Linked DNA regions of Mus musculus: region 2 is linked to region 1. A link is a contact called in public HiChIP or PLAC-seq data. All regions are on one chromosome and are shown on one strand. Each heading gives the region's core, a stretch centred on a gene start, on an enhancer-like site or on the middle of the called end of the contact. The rest is flanking DNA. Distances are from core to core; before and after follow the strand shown.

The links. HiChIP or PLAC-seq counts read pairs in DNA pulled down with a chosen protein or histone mark.
Region 2: a BATF HiChIP or PLAC-seq map of CD8 T cells shows a contact between it and region 1, with 5 read pairs. The contact joins two enhancer-like sites. A contact is called at or near these places in 9 of 39 promoter capture datasets (the 3T3-L1 cell line, cranial neural crest, embryonic stem cells and 5 more), 1 of 484 Hi-C or Micro-C datasets (CD4 T cells) and 2 of 115 datasets of contacts at active chromatin or transcription factors (CD8 T cells and memory CD8 T cells).

The regions. Positions count from the first base shown.
Region 1 is chr9:121,925,956-121,930,570 of GRCm38.p6, forward strand. No RefSeq gene overlaps it. Among named protein-coding and RNA genes, the nearest start is that of 1700048O20Rik, 9.0 kb to the right of the region's middle. Within about 2 kb of position 1,251, at least 81 of the 459 cell types and tissues checked have an H3K27ac peak or open chromatin away from gene starts, as enhancers often do. A contact at or near this core is called in CD8 T cells and memory CD8 T cells, where this site is marked.
Region 2 is chr9:122,191,654-122,196,061 of GRCm38.p6, forward strand. The region is part of intron 12 of Ano10 (anoctamin 10); the gene reads right to left. Among named protein-coding and RNA genes, the nearest start is that of Snrk, 77 kb to the left of the region's middle. Within about 2 kb of position 2,373, at least 39 of the 459 cell types and tissues checked have an H3K27ac peak or open chromatin away from gene starts, as enhancers often do. A contact at or near this core is called in CD8 T cells and memory CD8 T cells, where this site is marked.

The DNA of each region.
Region 1 (4,615 bases), core at 1-2,500:
TATCCCATCTGGGAAACTGACCTTCGGTTTAGTACCACAGCAAGCCCTCAGGGAGCACTGGGTCCTTAGCAGTTATTTACAACCTCAGAGGAAGAGCCCTTACTGCCATGGTCTTCAGAGTGCTTGAAGTAATCAGAACATATAAGCCCCCTCGTCCTCCACACCCACTCAAGAGCTTTGTGAAATCCTTTTCTGGGATCATGGCGTTAGGCAATATTTCCTGCAGTGAAACACCTTTGTGGGGAACTTGACGGCCAGAGAAACTTGTTCCTCCACGCAGAGGCAAGATTTGTATCTATTGCCTGTATTTAATGACACCTCTTGGTGAAACGCTGTCTTCCTGGGAATTGCCGTGCTCTGGCAGAACAGCTGAAAAGATGACTCGGTGACAAAGCTGAAGTGTCCGGGGCTCACTGGGTAAATGGAGCTCACCTGACCGTCAGAGGGGGCAACTGCAACTTTGTGAGCCAAGATGGGCAAGCACGGGAGCATCAATGTCTTTTCTCCAGGGACGAGGCAAGGTAGAACTGTCAGTGACAGAGGGAAAGAGGGGAAGGAAAGGAGACAGGCTTTGCTTCTGCAGAGAGAAAAGACCCAGGAAGTGTGTGCTATGCAGGATGAGATGAACAGAGCTGCCTGGGATGCTTTCAGAGCACATTGGACAGCAGATCCCAGAGTAACATGGAGAAGTTGGTGGTGTGGGACCACTGGGCATCCCTCCGCCTGGACAGTGGCTACTTTGGAGCTCCAGTTGCTTCCCAGGGAAAGTGCGACCCATGCTTCATGGCCATGTCTGCTCAGCCCCATGACAGGCAGGTGGACTGTGTCTGGGTACCTGCTGGAGCCAGACTGCCCAATAAGGACCTTGACCTCTTAAGTATTGGACTGCTGACAGTTGCCCCATCAGAAAGCTGCAGACCCAGAGGCTGCACGTCATGGTTTACTGCTGGCTGAAGCAGTTTCTAGAATAAAGAGCTCTGCTTGGTGTCAAATAACAGCCGTGGCAGCTGATAGTTGAGAGGCCACCATGTCCAGGGGGAGACTCAGGTAGACCTGAGAGGATCGGAGACTTCTTCCTAAGCTGATTGATTCCCTTTGCAGATGTAGCCCAAACCCTAAATAAATGTAAAATGTCAAACTCAGAGAGGACGTGGTCCCAGAGATCTTAAAGGTCCTCAGGGGTCTGCAGGAAACTGTGGGCAGAATGTTTTAGCTGTGTCAAGATCCCCGAGAGAAACAAGTTAAAGGAAGAAAGGTTTCGTTTTGACTCATAGCTTCCGTTACTTTTGGTTCTGTTGCTTGGGCCTGAGAAAAGATAGAACAGATCAAAAGTAGCCCACGATTTGAGCCACCTGCTTCACAGCAGCCAGGCTCAGGGCATGCCCTGGGGACCTACACCTTCCTTTAATCCCCTTCCACCATTCTCAGTGATGGTATCCAATTACGAATCCATCAATGAATGGATTAACCCAGGTGAGTCCAGAGCCAGTACGGCTCAATTACATCCTCATAGTCCATTACCTGGCATCCAACCTGTATGCCAGGACACAACTCGAGGGGGGCATTTCTGGTTCCAGCCAGAACTGGAAAGCAACGAATGAACACGATTAGAATATTGGCAAAGGAGCAAGCTGTCTGCCTCTACTCGGCTCAGTCACTCTGCACTTCAGAAGGTGTGCTTTCTCTTTCCACTTTCCAGGCCCCTAAAAATAAACGGATTTAAGAAAAATAGTAGAAATCACACAGCAAAAGAAGGAGTTCAGGAGCCGAAAAGGGACTGTAAGGGGAAGCGTGCCAGAGGGGTCAAAGGGGGGCGGGGGTCAGCAGGTGAGAGGGGTCAAAGTGGGGTCAGCAGGTAAGGAGCCAGACTGAATGACTGACTTGAACAACTGACAAAGACAAGGGGGGAAGCAAGCGGACAGTATGCAGGAGATTCGGCAGTGTCCACACAGAACAACACATGCATAACAAGACTCCCAGAGGAAACAGAGAAGGGCGAACAAGGACTATTTGAAGAAGCACCATCTGAAAAAAACCCAAATTTGATAAGTAAAAGATAAGTTCAGTCACTCACATCATAAGCAAATGTCAAAAGCCAGGTCCAGGGAGGGAAGCTGACGAGGGCCCAGGGTAGGAGGCTCCAAAAACCACCAAGGTCAATAATTCCAAGTGGGAGGGAGAGAGATACATAGGGAGAGGCATTCTCAAATGTATGGAAGCACCTCCCCTACTAGACCACTCTGGCAAGAAGTGTTCCAGGGTGTCCTTTAGATCAAAATGAAGTTAGATAATAACATAAAGCTGTGTGATGGCTGGCGAGATGCTTGGGGTAAAGGCAATTAATGCCTAAATCTAATCCCTGAGACCCACACAGTAGAAGGTAAGAACTGACTCCCATGGACTCAACTCCCGCACACCTGCTGTGGTGCACACGAACACACACACACACACACACACACACACACACAAATGAGTAAATGTTACAAAGATGCACGAAGAAAGGAAGATTTGTGAAAGCTAAGTGTGTGGCCAACAGTGAAAGCCAGTGTTGTGATTTTCATTTCTAGCTACTTTAAATTTCCTATGATTAAAAGGCATGCCTGCCTCCTCACACCCAGCAGGCAGGCTGCTGTTAAAGGGGAACAGAAAGCAGCTGGAGGCCTGAGGGTGCGGAGGTGAAACTGGAACCCTGGTGTCCTGCTGATGAGAACAGAGAGTGGCATTTGCTCAAAAAGTTAAATTAGCACAAGAGCTAAATGTTCCTACTCTAAGTAGAGACTGAAAAGAAATGAGTTAGAACATTGAGTGCTCCTGTGCACTGCGGCATTACTCACCATAGCCACTAGGTGGCAGCACCTCAGGCCAGCAACCAACAGAGGGATTAAAATATACATTTAGCATATATATATGCACACACACACACACACACACACAGAGAGAGAGAGGGGGGGGGAGAGGGAGAGAGGGAGAGAGAGAGAGTGGAATATAATTTGGCTCACTAGAATTGTCATCTTTCCATCCATTGATGCACCTGTCTGTCTACACTGTGTCTACACTGGACCTGCAGCTTGGCTCTGTATCTATACAGCTGGGTTCATTTGTGTCTAGCAACTTGTAGCTCTACACCGAGGCCTCCAGGTATAGACCTCTGAACACACACACACACACACACACACACACACACACACACACACACAAGCTAATATGGATAATTAAAATTGGAATGGAGGAACATATATTTGTTAACTGCTAGAAATTGAGACTACTTGGCAGTTTGAAGTAAAGCAACTGGTGTAGCTTATGAGCTTAATGTTAATGCAGTAAGTTATAATGCTTGGAAAGACAAACATGTCCACCTGTCTCTGACACAATGTACTCAGGACAACTTAAGATGGTATCTCAGTTACTGTTACTGCTGTGCAGATACCATGACCAAGGCAATTTGTAAAAGGAGCGGTGTATTGGGATTTACAGTTTCGAAGTTTAGAGTCCATGACTGTCAGAGCAGGGAATGTGACGGCAGGCAGGCAGGCAGGCAGGCAGGCAGGCAGGCAGGCAGGCAGGCAGGCAGGCAGGCAGGCAGGCAGGCAGGCAGGCAGGCAGGCAGGCAGGCAGGCAGGCAGGCAGGCAGGCAGGCAGGCAGGCAGGCAGGCAGGCAGGCAGGCAGGCAGGCAGGCAGGCAGGCAGGCAGGCAGGCAGGCAGGCAGGCAGGCAGGCAGGCAGGCAGGCAGGCAGGCAGGCAGGCAGGCAGGCAGGCAGGCAGGCAGGCAGGCAGGCAGGCAGGCAGGCAGGCAGGCAGGCAGGCAGGCAGGCAGGCAGGCAGGCAGGCAGGCAGGCAGGCAGGCAGGCAGGCAGGCAGGCAGGCAGGCAGGCAGGCAGGCAGGCAGGCAGGCAGGCAGGCAGGCAGGCAGGCAGGCAGGCAGGCAGGCAGGCAGGCAGGCAGGCAGGCAGGCAGGCAGGCAGGCAGGCAGGCAGGCAGGCAGGCAGGCAGGCAGGCAGGCAGGCAGGCAGGCAGGCAGGCAGGCAGGCAGGCAGGCAGGCAGGCAGGCAGGCAGGCAGGCAGGCAGGCAGGCAGGCAGGCAGGCAGGCAGGCAGGCAGGCAGGCAGGCAGGCAGGCAGGCAGGCAGGCAGGCAGGCAGGCAGGCAGGCAGGCAGGCAGGCAGGCAGGCAGGCAGGCAGGCAGGCAGGCAGGCAGGCAGGCAGGCAGGCAGGCAGGCAGGCAGGCAGGCAGGCAGGCAGGCAGGCAGGCAGGCAGGCAGGCAGGCAGGCAGGCAGGCAGGCAGGCAGGCAGGCAGGCAGGCAGGCAGGCAGGCAGGCAGGCAGGCAGGCAGGCAGGCAGGCAGGCAGGCAGGCAGGCAGGCAGGCAGGCAGGCAGGCAGGCAGGCAGGCAGGCAGGCAGGCAGGCAGGCAGGCAGGCAGGCAGGCAGGCAGGCAGGCAGGCAGGCAGGCAGGCAGGCAGGCAGGCAGGCAGGCAGGCAGGCAGGCAGGCAGGCAGGCAGGCAGGCAGGCAGGCAGGCAGGCAGGCAGGCAGGCAGGCAGGCAGGCAGGCAGGCAGGCAGGCAGGCAGGCAGGCAGGCAGGCAGGCAGGCAGGCAGGCAGGCAGGCAGGCAGGCAG
Region 2 (4,408 bases), core at 1,123-3,622, 270 kb after region 1:
GAAATGCCCCACAGTCAATTCTCCTTTTCTTGTGTGTGTTAAAGATCCAGGTTCCCAGCTGAATTCTGGAATGAGGGGCTTTCCCCTTCCTCTGTACCCTCAATTCTCTGTCCCCCTCCATTTTCTCTTCTTTCTTTACACAAGTACTCACTCTTCAGCCTAGATTGGCATGGAACTCACTATGTAATTCAAGCTAGCCTGGAACTTGTAGCCATCCTCCTGCCTCTGCCTCTGGAGTACCTGTCTTTGAGCTCTGCCATTTAAAAAGGCCCCTAAGCAGTTCATGCTTCTCTGAAGAACACGAACACGGAATTACAGACAGTGGCTCTTGAGCCCCAGGAAGAATCCTATTTTCACGGAAGCTGCTCCAGCTTCCTTCCAACGGCCCTGGGTGGCCCTGGGTGGCATGGGGCTTTGTTCCCAGGCTGAGTCTTCAAAAGTGTTGTGGTTCTTGCTGACTCAGTGCACAGACACAGCTACTGCATTCTGAGAGCCAGAGCATGCAGGTGCCTTCACTTCCCATACCCAACACATTTATTTGCAAAACACTTGAGCCAGAACTAACTGTGGCCATGTTTTTGGAGGCAGTGTTTAAAATGCTGGGGACCCCAATCCACGGATATGAGTTTGAAACAATGTCATGCTGCTACACGGAGTCAACAGCACAGGAGAACTGTGTCCTGCGCACAGCCTGTGGCGGGCGAGGATGAGCGATGCACGGCACTGATGGGCTTACACAGTCTGGAAACCTTTTCTTTATCCTTCCTTACTGCAAAGTCAAGATGCTAATTCCACAACATTCCAAATCCCATCCCCTGCTTTGGAAACAGGGTGCCTACAGAATGGTGCTGGATGCCACTCCTGTGACCACCTCTGGGTCATCCCAACCCACAATTCATATAGCCATGAGGGTTCTTCAGAGATCATCTGGCCAATTCCAAGGTAATATGACTTGTTAAGTTTTTATGTCTCTTACACACACACCATAGTGCAGAGCTGACCCAGTCCTCAGAGTCACAAGCTTAGAAATGCTCCCAGAACCCCTTGACCTAGGGATGCTGCCAAATTAAATGCAGGTGTTCTTCGCCAGCTGCCCAGATGCTGACTCTTAGCACAGACCTGGAATCTCCCTGGAGAACAGGACGGGGTTATCTCATCATTTTGGGGGAGGCTCACCTCACCAGGTCAAGGGGAAGGAGGTCATCCCAGATATGCCCTTGTGCCTCACTTTTCATTCATAACTGGAGGATTCTTTGAAGGAAGAAGCCACTGCTCCTCTTTCTACTTCCTGCTGCGTCTCTTAACTTCCTAGGGTCCATTTACATTTGGGATCCTATAGCACAGCAACACTTAGAAGTGAATTAGGCCAGGAGAGGCTGTGCACACACAGACCCAGCTACTTTTCAGCTACTTATGGGCTGCAGCTCAAAGATCTCAAGTCAGAAGCCAGCATAGGCAATTTAGCAAGATCCTATCTCAAGATGAAGTGATAAGGCTCTGTGAATCTCTGTGGTAGCAGTTCCATCCCTGGCACCACAGGACCATGCACATACATGTATATACATGTACACGCACACACATGCACACACATATGAAGAAGAGTGCTTTCTCTTGAGAACAGTCATTAAGATCCAGAGTGGGCTGAACCATGAGGAAGAGCAGGGCTGGTTGGCTCTGTCTTCACTTTGCCTGCTGTTACCAGGAAAAAGGCCTACATACATACATTAACAGACACATAAGTAAATAAGTGCAAAAAAAGTTTTGTACAGTTCACACTTGAAAAAAGTCAACACATTAGTTCCGTACCCCCATCCCTTCCAAAAGTAATCTAGTTTTACTCTGTCTCGAATCAAAACAATCTCTACCCCGTGTGAGAGCAGACAGGGCGGGAGCTGCCTCTCAGGCATGTGCCAGTTTGCTTTCTGTCGTTGTCAGGAAACCCAGACTTGCAAATTAGCAATATGCCTATCAGTTTTTGCCAAGACAACAAAGACAGACAAGTGAATGTTCCTGCAGGAGGGAGGCTCAGGCACCTGAGTGGGGGTGGACAGCCTCTAGACAGCCACCCACTTTTCAAAACACACACAGGAGGCCATGCCTTTCCCCAACACAGGCCTGGGGTCAAGATCTACCTTAGAGAGTGACTGTTTCCTGGCAGAACTTCCCTGAGGGCTCTAAGTGGAGAGCCAGCAAGAAAGTAGGACCAAACCACCTCCCAGGTGACCAGGAGGCAATGGCTTTCTCTCCATCGCCTTTGAAACCGGGAACAACATTGAGGAGGATTTTTGGGGTGCGGGGGGGGAGGAGGATGGGCTGCTGCAGCCTACACACAGGAAATGGTCCGGGTTTCTGATGTTTGCTCTCCCATGGTCTCACTCACTTCCTGTTCTCTGTCAGTGTTATTTCCCAGAGCACCTGGTCACCTGTCCAGGAACCTTGTCACAGTGAAACAGCCTGAATCTTACCTCATGATCATTCCAGAAACCACAGGATCAGAATCACCCAGCTCCAGGACCCTAGCCTCACCAGAACAACTCATCAGCCACTCGCAACCCAGTCTAGGGAGGGGAATATGTGGATTCATACAACAGACAGGTTACTTCAAACATCCACTTCGTATACTTTATAGGCAGAACTTTATTTGCCTATAAAGCTAGTTATTGCTCCTGTAATCCCAGTGCTCAGGGGCTGAAACAGGAGATGTAAAGACAAGGCCAGCCTGGGCTACAGAATTAAGACCCTGTCTTTAAACAAATAAAATATCGTAGAATGAAATAAAGGTTGGAATGAGACTTGGCAGGTCTGTATGTGCAGGCCCTGTGAGGACTGCCTGAGATGAACTGCTGGAGCATAACCTATAGAGACACTGACTGGACTGTAAATCCCAGGTGTTATCATATTTCAGCAGCGAACAATTCTTGGTTCTGACTAGTGTATAGCACAAAGAGGTAGAGGCGGGCTCCAGGGGTGGGTCAACAGTGACAGTGTCGTCTAAGTCCCAAGAACTGTACTGGATGGAGGCCAGGGACTCAGGTGGCCCAGAGTGGTGGAGAAAACATCAGGGATCCCGTCGCCTCTTGACTCCAGGGAGGAGGCCCAGCCTCTGGTAGGATGTCCGCTGGCCCTGTGATCAGTGACTCTTTATTTATGCTTCTGTGGCGTCCCTGCCCACTGTGAGTCTCTGGTTCTGTGTATTCAGATAATGCAGCAATGATGGCATGTCTTTATGTAATCTTTATGAAAATTATGAAGGGAGCTAAGAGAACAGAGGCCCTCAGAGCCAGAGGCCTGGGGTGGGTGTTTGATTTTAGACAAACCTTTCTGTGTTAATTACAAAGAGAAAGAACCTCAGTCTACCTACTGTCCAGCTTCGTCAACAGCTAACTTGGGCAAAACTTGGGCCTTGGATCACCCAACTAGCCTCTTTTTCTGGATTGCTGGTGCATAACACGTCACTTCAAAATTCAGTGGCTTACCAAATCACTATCTCACACTTAAGGTGGGTCAGGAATTTGGAAGTGGCTGGGCAGCTTTGGTTGGAGCAGAGCTTCTGAGAAGCCTCAGAGTGGAGTCAGACTGCAGCCTCCAAGCTGGCCTGAGGCTGAGGGGGGAACTGCAGCTCAATACACCCTCTTGCAATCTGCTTTCTAAGTGAAGTTTTTTGGAACAGAGCCGTTCTTTTCTGTTGACAAACTGTCTACAGAACTCAGTACTTGTGACAGGGAGTACACGGCCGTACTTGTACACAGTACCTGTGGCAGAGTACACAATTGGGACTGTTTACTATCTGTTCTTTACAGAGAAAAAGTTGCCAAGTCCTGGTGCAGAGAATCTGAGCCGCTCAGTGGTGTTGGCAGCAGGCCATGTTCCTTGTCATGTGGGGCTCTCTGCTGCTACCTGAGTGTCCTTATGACCTGGCAGCTATCTCTTCCCAAGAGCCAGTGATTCAGGAGCCAGGAAGCCAGAGGCTTTGTCTTTATAACCTAGCCTAGAAGAGACATGCCATCATGGCTGCAGTATTGTTCTGGGTACACAGAACCACAGGGACACAGAGATTCTACAAAGGTATAAATGCTGGCAGGCACAGACCACTGGAGTCCCTCTTGCAACTGACAAGCACAGGCACACGTGTTCTTACACAGTAAACGCAGGGGCTGAGCAGGATCATGCAGCAGGGCTATTCTGCTCTTAACACTTGCCACTCCTGCAATGTAGATAATGTTTGACCTACTTCATGCTTAAACTTCAACCATCATATATGGTCCAAGCAACTCAGGGTCAGTGAAGGATTGGCTCCAGGGACCCAGAGTCCTTGCACAAATAACCCAGCATCTGACCCACACACCCTCCCTTAGTCAACTGCCAGTACCTACTGCTGTGTGAACAGTACAGCTTAGGGAGCAATGCC